5 separate regions of the Mus musculus genome follow, and regions 1, 2, 4 and 5 are each linked to region 3. The links are chromatin contacts, called in public HiChIP or PLAC-seq and promoter capture Hi-C maps. All regions are on one chromosome and are shown on one strand. The core of a region is the stretch at or near the end of the contact, and the rest is flanking DNA. Distances in the headings are between cores, read along the strand shown. Region 1 holds the start of Ccnq (cyclin Q). Region 2 holds the start of Dhrs13 (dehydrogenase/reductase (SDR family) member 13). Region 3 holds the start of Slc46a1 (solute carrier family 46, member 1). Region 4 holds the start of Nos2 (nitric oxide synthase 2, inducible). Region 5 holds the start of Fam222b (family with sequence similarity 222, member B).

Region 1 (2,808 bases), core at 137-2,636, 290 kb after region 3:
TTACCCACATTGTCATAAACCCCTTACAAATATGTTTTAGTGGTTGAATAATAAATACTCCATTGTATGGATGTACCATGCTTCACTAACCATTTCCCCAATATTGATCAGTTTCCAGTATCTCTCCTACTGTAACTTAGAAATACCATAAGGCAGACTCTGGTGCGTTAAACCTTTCCTATATTTTATTTGCATAATTTTTATTATACAAAATAAGATTCTATGTTACACATTCATACTTCCCCTAAGGGTGCAGTTCTATTCTTTAACTTTCCTGTTGGCGACCTGCAATGGTCCATGCCTCAAATGCAGCATCTTCTCAAAGGGCAAAAGCTGATGCAGCCAATTCTAGAAAGCTCTATATGTCCTGCCCACATGGAAGCTCTTAGCATTATTTGAACAAGGGCTGCTGGGGACAAAATGACAGCATGTCATTGCAGTCACCAATGACATCCTCTGCCAGCACAACCAGTCCTCCGAGTGGAGACACGCCATCACAGCAACTTGGTGGAACGATACCCCAGGCCTCCGATCATCCTGGTCTTAGGTCCGGCCTCGGCCAGGGCCTTAGGGGATCTCTGTATCCATAGTATAAATCTGAATGAGATCAGACACAATATTGTCAATGATTGGCTTGGTAAGGTCATCACTAAATACCTGCCACCAAGGCTTCTCGGCCTCACCCTCTGCAGGCACCTCGACTCCATAGACCTGCAGGGCCAGGTAGAGCACAGCCACGGCTAGGTGCTGAGCCTGGAAGCGGAGGCATAGCCCCCCGTGGTAGCTATCTCGTAGCAGAGCCCAAGCTGTAACTGAGATGGGGGTTCGTTGCCAGCTGTAACGATTCAGCCAGTTCTTGAGGGAAATCAAGTAGTGCAGCAGGTACTTGTGTGGATGCTGGAAAGAGACTTGGAAGCGCAGAACTCGTAGCATAAGAAGCTCACATTGTACAATGCTGTCTCGTAGCTCCCAGAAGCGGGAATCCAGCTCCAATGGCTCACTGCCCGGGTTAAAGTACCTGTGCGACACGTTGATGATGTCACGAGTACGCAAGTGTTGCTCCTCCACTTTGCCGGCCAAGTAAATGGAAGACATGGCGACCAGGTAGAGGTCATATGCGTCCAGGTTGATCTCGCAGAAGAACTTATGGTAAATGGTGCAAGCGGTGGCGATGGGGATGGACTGCATGCCTAGCTTGACGCCTGCCTCCATGATAAACCGGGTTACTCGGAAGTGCACCCTCGCCTCGGGAGCCGGCCTCTCCTCGGCTCGCGGCGCCGCCGGCCCGCTTTCGCAGCTGTCTGGCCGAACAGCCTCCATGAGGCCCAGCAGGCCGCCCCGGAAGGAGAAACGCTCCGGCGCGCCGAGGCCGGCTCCGGGGGTCCTCGCGGAGGGGGCGTGCCGTCAAGCGGCCACGCCCCCACCCGTCCTGCCGCCACGCCCACCCTGCTCGGCTTTTCCTCCTATATTAAAAGATAGGCACTCAGGAGCAGCTTGGTGGAGACGAGGAGTGCTATTTTTAAGACATCTGAGAAGATACTACTTTTGATTTAAGGGGCTTTTTCACTGTTCCTGAGAATCCAGGCTATGGAAAGGATGAGAGTCAACTCTCACCCTGGCATTTGCCTCTGTGACCCTGGGGGCTTTGGTTGATCCTCTACATCTCATTCCTTAGGTGCAAGTTGGGGTGGTTGGCTGTCCCCTCCTCATGGAGCTCTTGTGAAAAATGAACGAGTGATGTAGGCAGATCAAATATGCTCCATAAGTTTGGCTTTGATGATTATTTTTCTGAGTCAGGTTTTCTACATTTAACCCAGACTGGCCTTGTACTCTTGATCCTCTTATCCCAGGTGTGCAACACCACACTCAGCGATATTTTGTTTTAATTGAAAAAGAAAGGAAGGAAGGAAAGAAAGAAAGAAAGAAAGAAAGAAAGAAAGAAAGAAAGAAAGAAAGGAAGGAAGGAAGGAAGGAAGGAAGATAGATACATCAGGACATCAGGACAGGGGTTTTCTATTGTAGCCTTGGCTGTCCTGGAACTTGATCTGCAGACCAGGCTGGTCTCCAAATCAGGAGATCTACCTGTCTCTTAGGATTAAAGACATGCACTGCTGCCCACCCCCCCACCCCCCCCCCCATCCTGCTACCATCACCCAGCTCATGACCTTTAGCTATTACTAATTTGTTTTGAGGAATCTTTCATTTTCATTTATGTCTTTATATATCTGTATGAATTAAGACTTTTGTAAAGTGGGAAAAAACACCCTAAGCCATAGGGATTCCAAAGAGAGGTATATGCATTAGACGATGTACCAGACATGGATTTCTCAATCTTAGCGTTCTTTAGCCCCCAAGAAAAGCAGTACCCCACAACTTCTACATTTCTCATTTGGCCACTTGTAGCACACGGTTATCTTCCTCTTTAAATGTTACCGATTAAGACTACATTCTCAAATTTTATTTATTTTTTGTTTGTTTTGTTTTTGGAGACTGTTTCTCACTATATAGCCCAGGCAGACCTGAAACCTGTTATATAGATCAGGCTGGCCTCACAGAGATCTGCCTGACAAGTGCTGGGATTAAAGGTGTGAGCTTTCACATGCTGTGGAAGACACTATGTTGGTAGTTCTGGGGACAGATAGAATCCAGCACATTACTCGTGAACTAAATGCCCTGCCCACTTCAGTATGATTTTTTTTTTTTTTTTTTTTTTACTATGTCAGAGGATCTTATTGAAAACACATCAACAGTGGTGGTATAACTTGAGAGGGAAAACGAAACTGTTTCCAGAGCTCTGTAGAACCCTGA
Region 2 (2,700 bases), core at 51-2,550, 430 kb before region 3:
AACTTGAATAACTTCTGCTGTTCTCATCAGGAAATACCCTGCTGTGTTACCCTAATTCTAATTTCCTGGGCATCCTGCTAGCTTCCTGGAGATGGCTTATTCAGGAAGTTCTTCCTGAGAACAGTCCCCTAGAAAAATCTGTGTTCTGGCACTATTCTAACTAGTACCTATTCATATATTCAAGTCTGTTGATAGGGCTAGAAGACGAGCTTTACATCCACAGCGTCTATAGTTGTGCTCCAAGAACACAGTGCAGTATTAAATAGGGAATTCCCTGGTCTCAGAAATCTGACCCTGACTCCCACATATAGTTGTATTCTTGTCCCTGCCACTCTGCTTCCACTTCAGGAAGGACTTCTTAAACCTCCAAAGGCAGAAAGGAACTACCTGTCCTTCACTGTCCTAGGCAAGGTCCTGCTTGGAATGCCCACATCCCTAGCTGTCCCTGCCCAGCTTACCCTCAGTCACTGTTTCCAGAGTAATGGAGTGTCTACCTACCTAGTCTTGCTACCTGTGAACCGTTCTAGAAACAAATTACCGCCTTTTCGAAAGCAGAGGTCATGGAGTAACAACCATGTAATACCCACTGTTTCGGAGTTTGAGGAAGGAGGATCTCAAATTTAAGGCCACCATGGGCCTAGGGAAACCACCTCCAAAATCGACAGGGAAAGGGGTGGGGTCACAAAGTTAGGAAATCACATGGTTGAATCCTGACAACCCTGTCAGTGCCAGCATAAGAAGCCTCATGCCTCTGGCCTGTAACGGGAAATGTCCTAGAAGAGCAGCGGAGGGCTGGATAATGAAAGAATGAGAAAAGAGTCGCTTCATTGAGGAAAAGGCATCCAGGACTCGACTCCAGACACACGAGCCCATTCATGTACACAGGACTCCAGACTGAGAGACTGCTACATACTCACACCTAGAGTAAACAGAGATGTTCATTCAGTCACACGCGTTGGTGGAGACTACAGATGCATGCACAGCCTGGAGGACTCCCGCGATGGGCACAGACACCTACGCAGTGCTCTCACCGCCGGCGCCCGCCCAGAATCCAGAAGCACGCCCAAAGCCTGAGCGGAGATCTCAGGGCCCTAGGCATGCACACACCCACCCGTCCCTCAGGCAGATGTTTCCGGGTACTTACCGAGCACGCGTTCCCGGGAGTTCGCAAGCCTAGAGGGCGCTCCCAGGACTCCAAGGTGTTTCTCCTAGGCACGCCGCCAGGGCACGCAGGCGCACGCCTAGGGGGCGCTCGCAGGGGCCACGCGTGCGCGCACACCCCTGCCCAGCCTGCCGCCGCCCTCGCGAGGCCGAGGCGGGAGCGACGAGGCCCGGGCGGGAATCGGGAGCACTGCCGGCATGGAGATGCTGCTGCTGGGCGCCGGGCTGCTGCTGGGCGCCTACGTGCTTGTCTACTACAACCTGGTGAAGGCCCCGTCGTGCGGCGGCATCGGCAGCCTTCGGGGCCGCACGGTCGTGGTCACTGGTGAGTGCGCGCGAGCGGGCGGCGGGGAGGCCGGGCGGGTGGCCGCGGCCCGACCGGCTGAGCTGGCTCCCACCCGCCGCCCGCAGGCGCCAATAGCGGCATCGGAAAGATGACAGCGCTGGAGCTGGCGCGCCGGGGAGCGCGCGTGGTGCTGGCCTGCCGCAGCCGGGAGCGCGGGGAAGCGGCCGCTTTCGACCTCCGTCAGGTGAGACCATAGGGGAATGCGGGAGGCGGGTGAGCCCGGGACGCGGAGGGCGGAGCAGAGCGACGGAGGAATCAAGATCTGAGAGGAGAGAGCCTCACTATCCCTTAAACAGAGAGGAAGATGCAGGGACTGCTGTGGTCTTTAATCTTGAGAGCTTTAAGAATCAGAGTTAATGAAGTCAGGTGTGGTCCCAGCACCGGGCTGCGAGCTCAAGGCCAGCCTTGGCAAAGGCGACAAAGAAGGAAGGGTTAGGATAATGAAGAGATGCAGAAAGAACAGCAGGTGCAAATGCCCTGAGACTAGAGAGTCTAATTGGAGAGACAGGGGGCGGGAGATGAAGCAAGGAATAAAAGGAATGTCCTGAAGTGGTTCTGAGCCACAGCCAGCTTCTGAAGGCCCTTCCAAATACCATCGAGTTGAAGACAGCTGAGCAGAGAAGACACTTCAGTAGGCTCTGGACCATCCTGATGGCTTTTTCAGATGAATTTCTTAGAACTGTGCGGTGTCTAGACTGCAGAGGACAGGAGTGAGAGGGTCACATACCTTTAATCCTAGCACTTGAGAGGCAGAGACAGGTAGATTTCTGTGAGTTGAAGACCAGCTTGGGCTACATCCTAAGACTCTGTCTCAAAATAAACAAGCAAACAAATAAAATAAATTTTTTTTAAAAAGGTGTGTAAGAGAAGACCACAGTCTCTTAGGAAAAGTTTGTTACAGCAGGACATGCTGGTGCACACCTGTAATTCCAGCCCTGAAGAGGCTGAGGAAGGGAGATCATGAGTTCCAAGGCAGTCTGAGCTACGTAGCAAGATGCTGTCTACAACAGGTGAAAGGCTGTAATTGATTTTTATGGTAAATGATAATAAAAACAAGGGATGTTAATGGCAAATACCTGCACGCTGCTGACTGGGTATTTAATATATATTAACTCTAGCTCAGGCAGGCCTTGAACTGGTGACAAAAGGGTAGCTAGGATAACCAATGTGTGCCACCACACCAGACATACATG
Region 3 (2,700 bases), core at 57-2,556:
CCACGGCACCAAGTAAGGGCACTCCTTTTTCACAGGCAATAAAACAGAAGCCCAGACAGACAGACAGACAGACAGACAGACAGGAAGTCTGAGCTGCTCAGCAACAGTGCAGATGTCTGTTCTCCAGCTCAGTTCCTACAACAGGGGCACTGAAGAGCACAGGCCCACACCCAGGGGCCTCCAGTCTCAGGCTCCTCTTGTCTCTACTCCACCCTCTAAGAGAACTGCAGAATCAGATCCCAGTCCTTGATGTGACACTAGCTCCAGGAAAGGCTCCTAGGACAGGAACAGGGGCAAGGGACAACCTATTAGTCATTAATGATAGCCAACAGCGATTAGGTCTAATAGCAACAGCATCCAGAAGCCTGAGGCAGGGGAATCTCTATGAGTCTGAGGTTAGCCTGGTCTGAAAGTATGTATATAAAATAATACTTTCAGTGTACCAAATCTCATTGTCATTTTCCAATACTTCCTCTCTCTCTCTCTCTCTCTCTCTCTCTCTCTCTCTTTTCTTTTTTCTTTTGGTTTCTTCGAGACAGGGTTTCTCTGTGTAGCCCTGACTGTCCTGGAACTCACTTTGTAAACCAGGCTGGCCTCGAACTCAGAAATCTGCCTGCTTCTGCCTTCCAATTGCTGGGATTAAAGGCATGCATCACCATGCTCGGCATTCTTTCTTTCTTGGTTTGTTTGTTTGTTTGTTTGTTTTGGACAGAACATCAAGCCTTGGTTAGCCTAGTATTGCTTAGACCAAACTGGCCTCACCTCTGGTGTGCTGGGATTAAAAGCACATGCCACTAGGTCCTGCCTTCACTAAGATTTTCTTCCAAGTGAAGGCAAGGTCAACGGATCAGTGGCAGAGCACAAGTACTCCAGTGTGGCCCACCAGGCTCTGGCTGTTCTTACACAGATGCACATGTGCCGAGAGGCAGATGCCACGCAGCTGGCATATCCAGTCTTGTGCGCTAATCCTGCGTGCCTTTCGACCTTACTTCCACATCTCTGGATTCGGATCATTAAGTGACTAATCTATAAGGTTGCCACGAGATAATATATTCAGAATTCCTGGCCCCAGAACAAAGTTACGTTGTCAATAAATGTTAGTTATTGATATAGTGATTATTCTTTTGAGTGTTCCGACGCCCAGGAAGGAGGGCTGCAGCACGGTAGTATCTTTGCGTTGCCTGAAGTGAGGACACACCACAGGGATTGTTTGGACGACACCCAGCCCAGAGTTCAGCGGACCAAAGCTTTTGAGACTGTCTCACGCTCCGCCCCTCTAGACTTTTAACAGAAGCACCCGAAGCCGGCGCAGGCGCAGACAGCACAGACTGGTCCAGGCCTCCCGCAGCTGGTTCCGAGGTGCTAGCCCCTCCGTGTTTGCGCATGGAGGGGCGCGTGAGCTCCGTGGGCTCGCCCCACAGTTTCCTCAACGCTCCCGTGCTTTTCCGCGGCCCCGTGGAGCCCCTAGTCTTCCTGGCCAACTTTGCCCTGGTTCTGCAGGGACCGCTCACCACACAGTACCTTTGGCACCGGTTCAGCACGGAGCTCGGCTACAATGGCACCCGCCACCGGGAGAACTGTGGGAACCAAAGCGCGGATCCCCTCATGAAGGTAGCAGGGACCAGAGCAGCTGTGAATACGGAGCGCGGCACGGGGCGGGGCCTGTGGAAGACGGGGTCCCCGAGGGGACGGGACACACGTGGCGTGGTGGGCGGGTCAGACCAAAGGGGGCCTGCCCTGGCTGGCTGCCTTGTGCTGGAGGTGTACCTAGAGAAAGCCTGGCTTGGAAAGTTATCTAGTGTAGCGACGGAGGGAATGCTTCTCCAGGGCCTGTTTTTACAAGTTGAAGGAACATTCCAAGAGGCTTAGGGCTCTAAAGCAAGGCTATAGCTCCCAGGATGGTGATGGTAGCTAACCAAAGTGAGGTCCTGCGCACTAGTGATTGTGTCTTTACAGGAAGTGGAGACCCTGACATCTCACTGGACCCTCTACATGAACGTGGGAGGCTTCCTGGTGGGACTCTTCTGGTCCACCCTGCTGGGAGCCTGGAGTGACCGCGTGGGTCGCCGCCCATTGCTGGTGCTGGCCTCTCTTGGTCTGCTGCTCCAGGCCGTGGTGTCCATCTTTGTGGTGCAGCTAGAACTGCACGTCGGGTTCTTCGTGCTTGGCCGAGCTCTTTGTGCCCTTCTGGGAGACTTCAACGGCCTCCTTGCTGCTAGCTTTGCCTCTGTGGCAGATGTTAGCTCTAACCACAGTCGCACCTTCCGGATGGCTCTGCTGGAAGCATGCATTGGTGTGGCCGGGACCCTGGCAAGCCTTCTCGGGGGTCACTGGCTCCGGGCCCAGGGTTATGCCAACCCCTTCTGGCTGGCTTTGGCCCTGCTGATTGTCATGGCTCTATACGCAGCATTTTGTTTTGGTGAGACGGTGAAGGAGCCAAAGTCCACCAGGCTTTTCACGCTCCGCCATCATCGATCCATTGCCCGGCTATATGTGGTTCCAGCCCCAGAAAAGTCCAGGATGCATCTAGCCCTGTACTCTTTGGCCATATTCGTGGTGGTTACTGTGCATTTTGGGGCTCAAGATATCCTGACACTCTATGAGCTGAGCGCACCCCTCTGCTGGGACTCCAAGCTGATTGGCTATGGCTCAGCAGCCCAGCACCTACCCTACCTCACCAGCCTGCTGGGCCTAAGGCTT
Region 4 (2,724 bases), core at 97-2,596, 460 kb after region 3:
TTACCTCCCCAGAACTTATTGCAAGTGTGTGTCACCACACCCAGCATTTTATCATTGACCTATTGACTGGTGTGTGTGTGTGTGTGTGTGTTTGTGTGTGTGTGTGTGTGTGTGTGTGTGTGTGTGTGTGTGTGTGTGTGTAAATTCCTTATCTCACCAACCCATGCCCAGCTTTTGAACTTAGGTCCTTGTACATGCAAGGCAAGCACTTTACCAACTGAGCCATCTCCCCAGCCCAATTACTTGATTTGTAATTCATTTATTCAATCAACAATTTATTTGTTCTCCCAACTATTGAGGCCACACACTTTTTGGGTGACTTAGTCTGTGTACCTCAGACAAGGGCAAAACACGAGGCTGAGCTGACTTTGGGGACCATGCGAAGATGAGTGGACCCTGGCAGGATGTGCTAGGGGGATTTTCCCTCTCTCTGTTTGTTCCTTTTCCCCTAACACTGTCAATATTTCACTTTCATAATGGAAAATTCCATGCCATGTGTGAATGCTTTATTGGAAGCATTGTAAGAAATTATAATTTATTCGTTTTTGTTTGTTTCTCAGAACAGGGTTTTTCTGTGTAGTGTTCCTGGCTTATCCTAGAACTTACTCTGTAGACCAGGCTAGCCCAAACTCAGGGATCAGCCTTTCTCTGTCTCCTGAATCCCGGGATTAAAGGCTTATGCCACCACACCCAGGTAGGACATTATAATCCTATATATAAGAAGTCACCCACACATACAAACACACACACACCACACACACACACACACACACACACACACACACAGAGAGAGAGAGAGAGAGAGAGAGGGAGAGAGAGAGAGAGAGAGAGAATGCCACTGAGAAAAAAAATAAAAAGGCTTCACTCAGCACAGCCCATCCACTATTCTGCCCAAGCTGACTTACTACTAGTGGGGAAATGCTGGTCAGACGGCATCTGTGCCCACAGCTTGCCTTCCATCCTTTCTAGAAAACCTCCTGATGAATGTGTCCTGGGCGTGTTGGAATATTGGCACCATCTAACCTCACTGAGAGAACAGACAGAAAGCCAGAGAGCTCCGTGCCCAGAACAAAATCCCTCAGCAGCTGCAAGCCAGGGTATGTGGTTTAGCTAAGAAAAGCCAGCCTCCCTCCCTAGTGAGTCCCAGTTTTGAAGTGACTACGTGCTGCCTAGGGGCCACTGCCTTGGACGGGCGACCAGGAAGAGATGGCCTTGCATGAGGATACACCACAGAGTGATGTAATCAAGCACACAGACTAGGAGTGTCCATCATGAATGAGCTAACTTGCACACCCAACTGGGGACTCTCCCTTTGGGAACAGTTATGCAAAATAGCTCTGCAGAGCCTGGAGGGGTATAAATACCTGATGGCTGCTGCCAGGGTCACAACTTTACAGGGAGTTGAAGACTGAGACTCTGGCCCCACGGGACACAGTGTCACTGGTTTGAAACTTCTCAGCCACCTTGGTGAAGGGACTGAGCTGTTAGAGACACTTCTGAGGCTCCTCACGCTTGGGTCTTGTTCACTCCACGGAGTAGCCTAGTCAACTGCAAGGTGAGTCTTGTGTTGGGGACAGCTGCTCTTAGGAGTGTCTTCCTGCTTGGGAAAGCCCAGAAAACCAGGCTTTCCCTTCTCCCCCCACCCCACCCCTCTTTTTGTGGCTGGACTGAAGCTGATATGGAAGGTGTAAGAAGCACACCCACAGAAGGGTCTGCCAGTTGAACAGGGCGTGTGGTCAGATTTCTTCTCTGCAAATGTTTACTGTGGTGATTACACTACAAAGGATAAACTTTCTAGAAAGCTCCGAATAGGCTGGGGGGGGTGGTGTTAATACATATAGCTTACTTTACTCATCTTTATGAGATGTGCCCTCTGCCCCACCCAGATCTGATAAGATGGTTATTATTAATCCCATTTTAGGAGTGAAGCAATGAGTTTCAGTTAACTAACTTGATTTAGATGAGTAACTAGAAAAACTCAGGGTAGGGTCCAGTTCATCGGGACTCTGAGTTTCACTGTTCCCCTTAGGTGGGTTCTTGTACCCCCCCCCCCCGTATCTTCCAAGTATATCTTTCCTCAGGGAGGGCACTCGCCAAGGAGAAGCCACATACTCTCAGGGCAGTTCCACTTTCTATTTCTTGTCTTTTTCGTAAAGGATATAATCTCAACTCTGGAGAGTTTAATGCTCTTTTATACAAATCATTGACTTCTTCTCAAGTAACAAAGAAGAAGAAGGAACATGTGACCTAGTGTCCTTGGCTCAGGATGCGTGATGACTCCCAAATCAAAGGAAAGGTGGCCAGGACTTGAGTGCTAGCCCCAAGTGCAGGTCCAGAGGGAAGGGTACTAATGACAAGTGCTTGCCCCTCTCTCTGGTCAGCAGGTGGCAGGAAGGGTCAGGCAGATGCACACACTCCTGTATTAGTGACCCCAGCTCCTGCCCACCTTGCTGGAGGCCATGGAGTAACTCCTGCCAAGAGAAACTGAATTGTCCTAAGGAAGCTTGTGGATGCTTGCTGTCCTTGGTAGGTGGCTATGTGGCATCCCAAGTTATCCCAAGTTTGGTTTGTTATGTGTCTTTGTAGAACTGGAGTCTGTCCCACAAGATTTCAACTCCAAATAAAACTGCCGAGTGCAAGCATGGAGAGAGAGCACTTCTGTGCTAGCCTTAGCTGGGCTCTGTCTCCATTCTCTGGGACACTAGCGCCCGCCCGTGAGAAGGC
Region 5 (2,856 bases), core at 309-2,808, 370 kb before region 3:
TTGACCATACTCCTGTAATCAGCAAGTCCCCAAGGCTTATGTGAGCAACCCTAATTAAATTTGAGTCCCTCTATCCCAGACCAGTTAGGAGGCAACTCACTCATTAAATTTGCACCTGTGTATACTGTATTAGATACCAATTAGTTCATAGCAATTTGTAGCAACCAACTTACATTTTTAAAAGACAGAAGCCTCTGACAGGAATGTAGCTCAGGCCTGTAATGTTGTTATTCAGGAGGCTGAGGCAGGAGGATCACAAATTCAAGGCCACCATGGACTACATATGGGATTCAAGACCAGTCTGGGATACTAGTGAGATTCTGTCTTATATAGCCAAAGTTGTCATCATCACCTCAGTATTAATACATTTGTAAGCATTTCATGAAAACCCTTCGGGTTCCTGGGTACTTCTCTGAAAAAAAAAAAAAAAAAAAAAGACAGAAAGAAGTAACACCAATTTCTTTTTTTTTTTTTTAAGATTGATTTATTTATTTTATGAGTACACTATAGCTGTCCTCAGACACACCAGAAGAGAGTGTTGGATCCCATTACAGATGGTTGTGAGCTACCACGTGGTTGCTGGGATTTGAACTCAGGACCTCTGGAAGAGCAGTCAGTGCTCTTAACCACTGAGCCATCTCTCCAGAGCCCAAATTCTTTTAAAAATGTAGCTCTGGATATCCTAGAACTTCATCTGTAGATCAGGAGAGCCTCAAACTCACAGAAATCCTCCTGCCTCTGCAAAGATTCATGGAGTGCTCCATTCCGTCCGGGTGTTAGTTTATTAAACACTTAAGAGTTCCATTAAATATAGTTGTATGGGCTGGTGAGATGGCTCAGTGGGTAAGAGCACCCGACTGTTCTTCCGAAGGTCCAGAGTTCAAATCCCAGCAACCACATGGTGGCTCACAACCATCTGTAACAAGATCTGACGCCCTCTTCTGGAGTGTCTGAAGACAGCTACAGTGTACTTACATATAATAAATAAATAAATCTTTAAAAAAAAATATAGTTGTATAGGGGCTGGAGAAATGTTCAGCGACTATGAGCACTCGCTGCTGATGCAGAGGACTGAAGTTTGGCTACTAGGATCGATGTCCGTCCAGTCGCTCATAATCGTAAGTATTAATATTTCAAGTACTGTTGGGTACGTGCTACTACTACACAGGGATAAAGGTCTTCTTTATCGGTTTGCAAAAAGATCTGACTCCGTAGTCAGAGATGTACAGTAGGGAACGAGTCTGCAATTTCTTCCACGCCTAAAAGATTTGGTCTTTAAGTGCAGGCAGGATCCAGAATTCTGGTGGGATAAATCTCAATTCAAGACTTTAGTAATTTAGGCAAGATATTCTAGAGGCCTAAAAGGAAGGCTCAGTAGCCACATTCCCTAAGACCTAAAATATCCAAGGCCAGCGAGCGGCCATGCCCACTTGAGACCCAGAGAAGCAGGACATCAGGCAATGATAAAGACGTCCCCGGAGCGAGGTGCGCAGGCGCTGACTGCCGGAGAGGGCCCCGGGCAATCCGGGCTGCGCAGGCGCAGAAGCAGCTCCCGGCCAGTCCGGACGGCGGCTGTGATTGAGAGGCTGGGGCGTGGAGCAGCAGTGGCGGCGACCGGCGACAACGGAGCAGCCATGAGGGCCGGGCCCAGTCACCGACAGTGAGTGGTGGTTTAAGGGTAGTGGACTCTAAGGAATGCAGATATGGCGTGGTGGAAGGACACCCTGACTAGCGGGGTGGCTTCTACTTGTCGGGGACGGAGGTCGTGGGGGAGGGATAGTTTGAGGTGATGATGGTGGAGCATTTGGAGCATGGATGATTAGGTCATGAGTCCCAGAGCTGGACAGCTTGGCGGAGGGAAGGGGTTGCGTTTCGTGGAGTGAGGGCGCACACGGCAGGACCAGTGCCTCGCGCTGTCTGGTTTGTCATCATCCCTTCCCCCAGGAGCTTTGGGTCGCCTCTCCCTTTCCGCTTCTTTCAGAGAATGGTTGCTGGGGGGGAAGGGTGGTGGAAAATAAAAGCCGTGCTGGAGCTGAAGAAGTCCACTCTGAACCAGTCAGAGAAGGACTGGTCACTGGAGTTATGATGTGCCCTGGGTAAAGCTTGGGAGTCGGAAGCTCTGTTTAAATTCAGGAGGAATCTAGGTTAAAGAGCTAAGGACATGGAGTCAGGTTTGGAACCAAGTCCAGCACAGATAAACCTGATCGATAACCTTGGATAGGACCCACTTAACCTTTCTGGTTCTCTGGAAGATCCAGCATTAAATGCTGGGCTTTTGTAAGCTTCATATATTGGTTGAGAGAGCTTATGAAACCTATAGATTGGAAATACTATACGGATGCTAGTATGTACCAGCAATACGATCAGATTTTAGACTCTATGGTTATTAATGGAGTAACTGATTTCTCCATCAAAACAAAGCATATTTGTAAAACCTCAGTAGACAAAAATATGTGCACCCTGCATAAGTACAGCAGATCATCTGTAGAAATAGCACTTTCTTCCGTGGTGTGACAAATTCTCTGTCAAATTGAATAGGAAAAGTACCCTACTCCTGTGCCTTTTTACATGGTATGCAGCTTCTGACCCAAGAGGAAGCAAATACAGCCTGAAGCACTGAGCTATGTTCTCAGCCTTCCTTTTGCTTTTTATTTTGAGACTAAGTTTCACTAACTTGCTTATGCTGGTCTTGAATTCAAGCACTAGTTGAGTTTGAATTAACAGTCTTGCCTCTGTTTCCCCAGTAGCTGGGGTTATAGGCGTACCTGGCTGAGATTCGGGAGGGCTCCTCTGTTAATGCTTGTGTGCCAAGCAGTTTATTAACTGAGCCATTTATCTCCCCAGCCTCTACTTGAT

What was found. Promoter capture Hi-C pulls out the DNA fragments that hold promoters and counts their contacts. HiChIP or PLAC-seq counts read pairs in DNA pulled down with a chosen protein or histone mark.
Region 1: a contact with region 3 is called in an H3K27ac HiChIP or PLAC-seq map of microglia, with 4 times the contacts expected there. The contact joins the promoter of Ccnq here to the promoter of Slc46a1 in region 3. A contact is called at or near these places in 2 of 115 datasets of contacts at active chromatin or transcription factors (fibro-adipogenic progenitors and microglia) and 1 of 9 other capture datasets (adipose tissue).
Region 2: a FOXA1 HiChIP or PLAC-seq map of pancreatic cancer cells shows a contact between it and region 3. The contact joins the promoter of Dhrs13 here to the promoter of Slc46a1 in region 3. A contact is called at or near these places in 2 of 39 promoter capture datasets (both in liver) and 1 of 115 datasets of contacts at active chromatin or transcription factors (pancreatic cancer cells).
Region 4: a promoter capture Hi-C map of 3T3-L1-derived adipocytes shows a contact between it and region 3, with 3 times the contacts expected there. The contact joins the promoter of Nos2 here to the promoter of Slc46a1 in region 3. A contact is called at or near these places in 13 of 39 promoter capture datasets (the 3T3-L1 cell line, 3T3-L1-derived adipocytes, the C10 cell line and 10 more), 1 of 115 datasets of contacts at active chromatin or transcription factors (neural tube) and 3 of 9 other capture datasets (adipose tissue, liver and macrophages).
Region 5: a contact with region 3 is called in a promoter capture Hi-C map of liver, with 2.0 times the contacts expected there. The contact joins the promoter of Fam222b here to the promoter of Slc46a1 in region 3. A contact is called at or near these places in 3 of 39 promoter capture datasets (hippocampal neurons, liver and pre-B cells).

What each region holds. Positions count from the first base shown.
Region 1 is chr11:78,750,343-78,753,150 of GRCm38.p6, forward strand. It overlaps Ccnq (cyclin Q), which reads right to left and starts at 1,387. Exons shown (of 1, transcript NM_197989.1): 1 at 164-1,387. The coding sequence starts at 1,320. The coding sequence ends at 568.
Region 2 is chr11:78,031,013-78,033,712 of GRCm38.p6, forward strand. It overlaps Dhrs13 (dehydrogenase/reductase (SDR family) member 13), which reads left to right and starts at 1,301. Exons shown (of 5, transcript NM_183286.2): 1 at 1,301-1,486; 2 at 1,573-1,691. The coding sequence starts at 1,360. It overlaps Dhrs13os (dehydrogenase/reductase (SDR family) member 13, opposite strand), which reads right to left and starts at 1,653. Exons shown (of 2, transcript NR_152257.1): 1 at 1,145-1,653; 2 at 1-919.
Region 3 is chr11:78,464,395-78,467,094 of GRCm38.p6, forward strand. It overlaps Slc46a1 (solute carrier family 46, member 1), which reads left to right and starts at 1,307. Exons shown (of 5, transcript NM_026740.2): 1 at 1,307-1,611; 2 at 1,957-2,700. The coding sequence starts at 1,384.
Region 4 is chr11:78,919,441-78,922,164 of GRCm38.p6, forward strand. It overlaps Nos2 (nitric oxide synthase 2, inducible), which reads left to right and starts at 1,347. Exons shown (of 27, transcript NM_010927.4): 1 at 1,347-1,555. RefSeq lists a promoter at 1-1,549, enhancers at 49-61, 357-624, 1,154-1,174 and cis regulatory regions at 549-568, 1,177-1,343.
Region 5 is chr11:78,093,132-78,095,987 of GRCm38.p6, forward strand. It overlaps Fam222b (family with sequence similarity 222, member B), which reads left to right and starts at 1,559. Exons shown (of 3, transcript NM_145430.3): 1 at 1,559-1,660.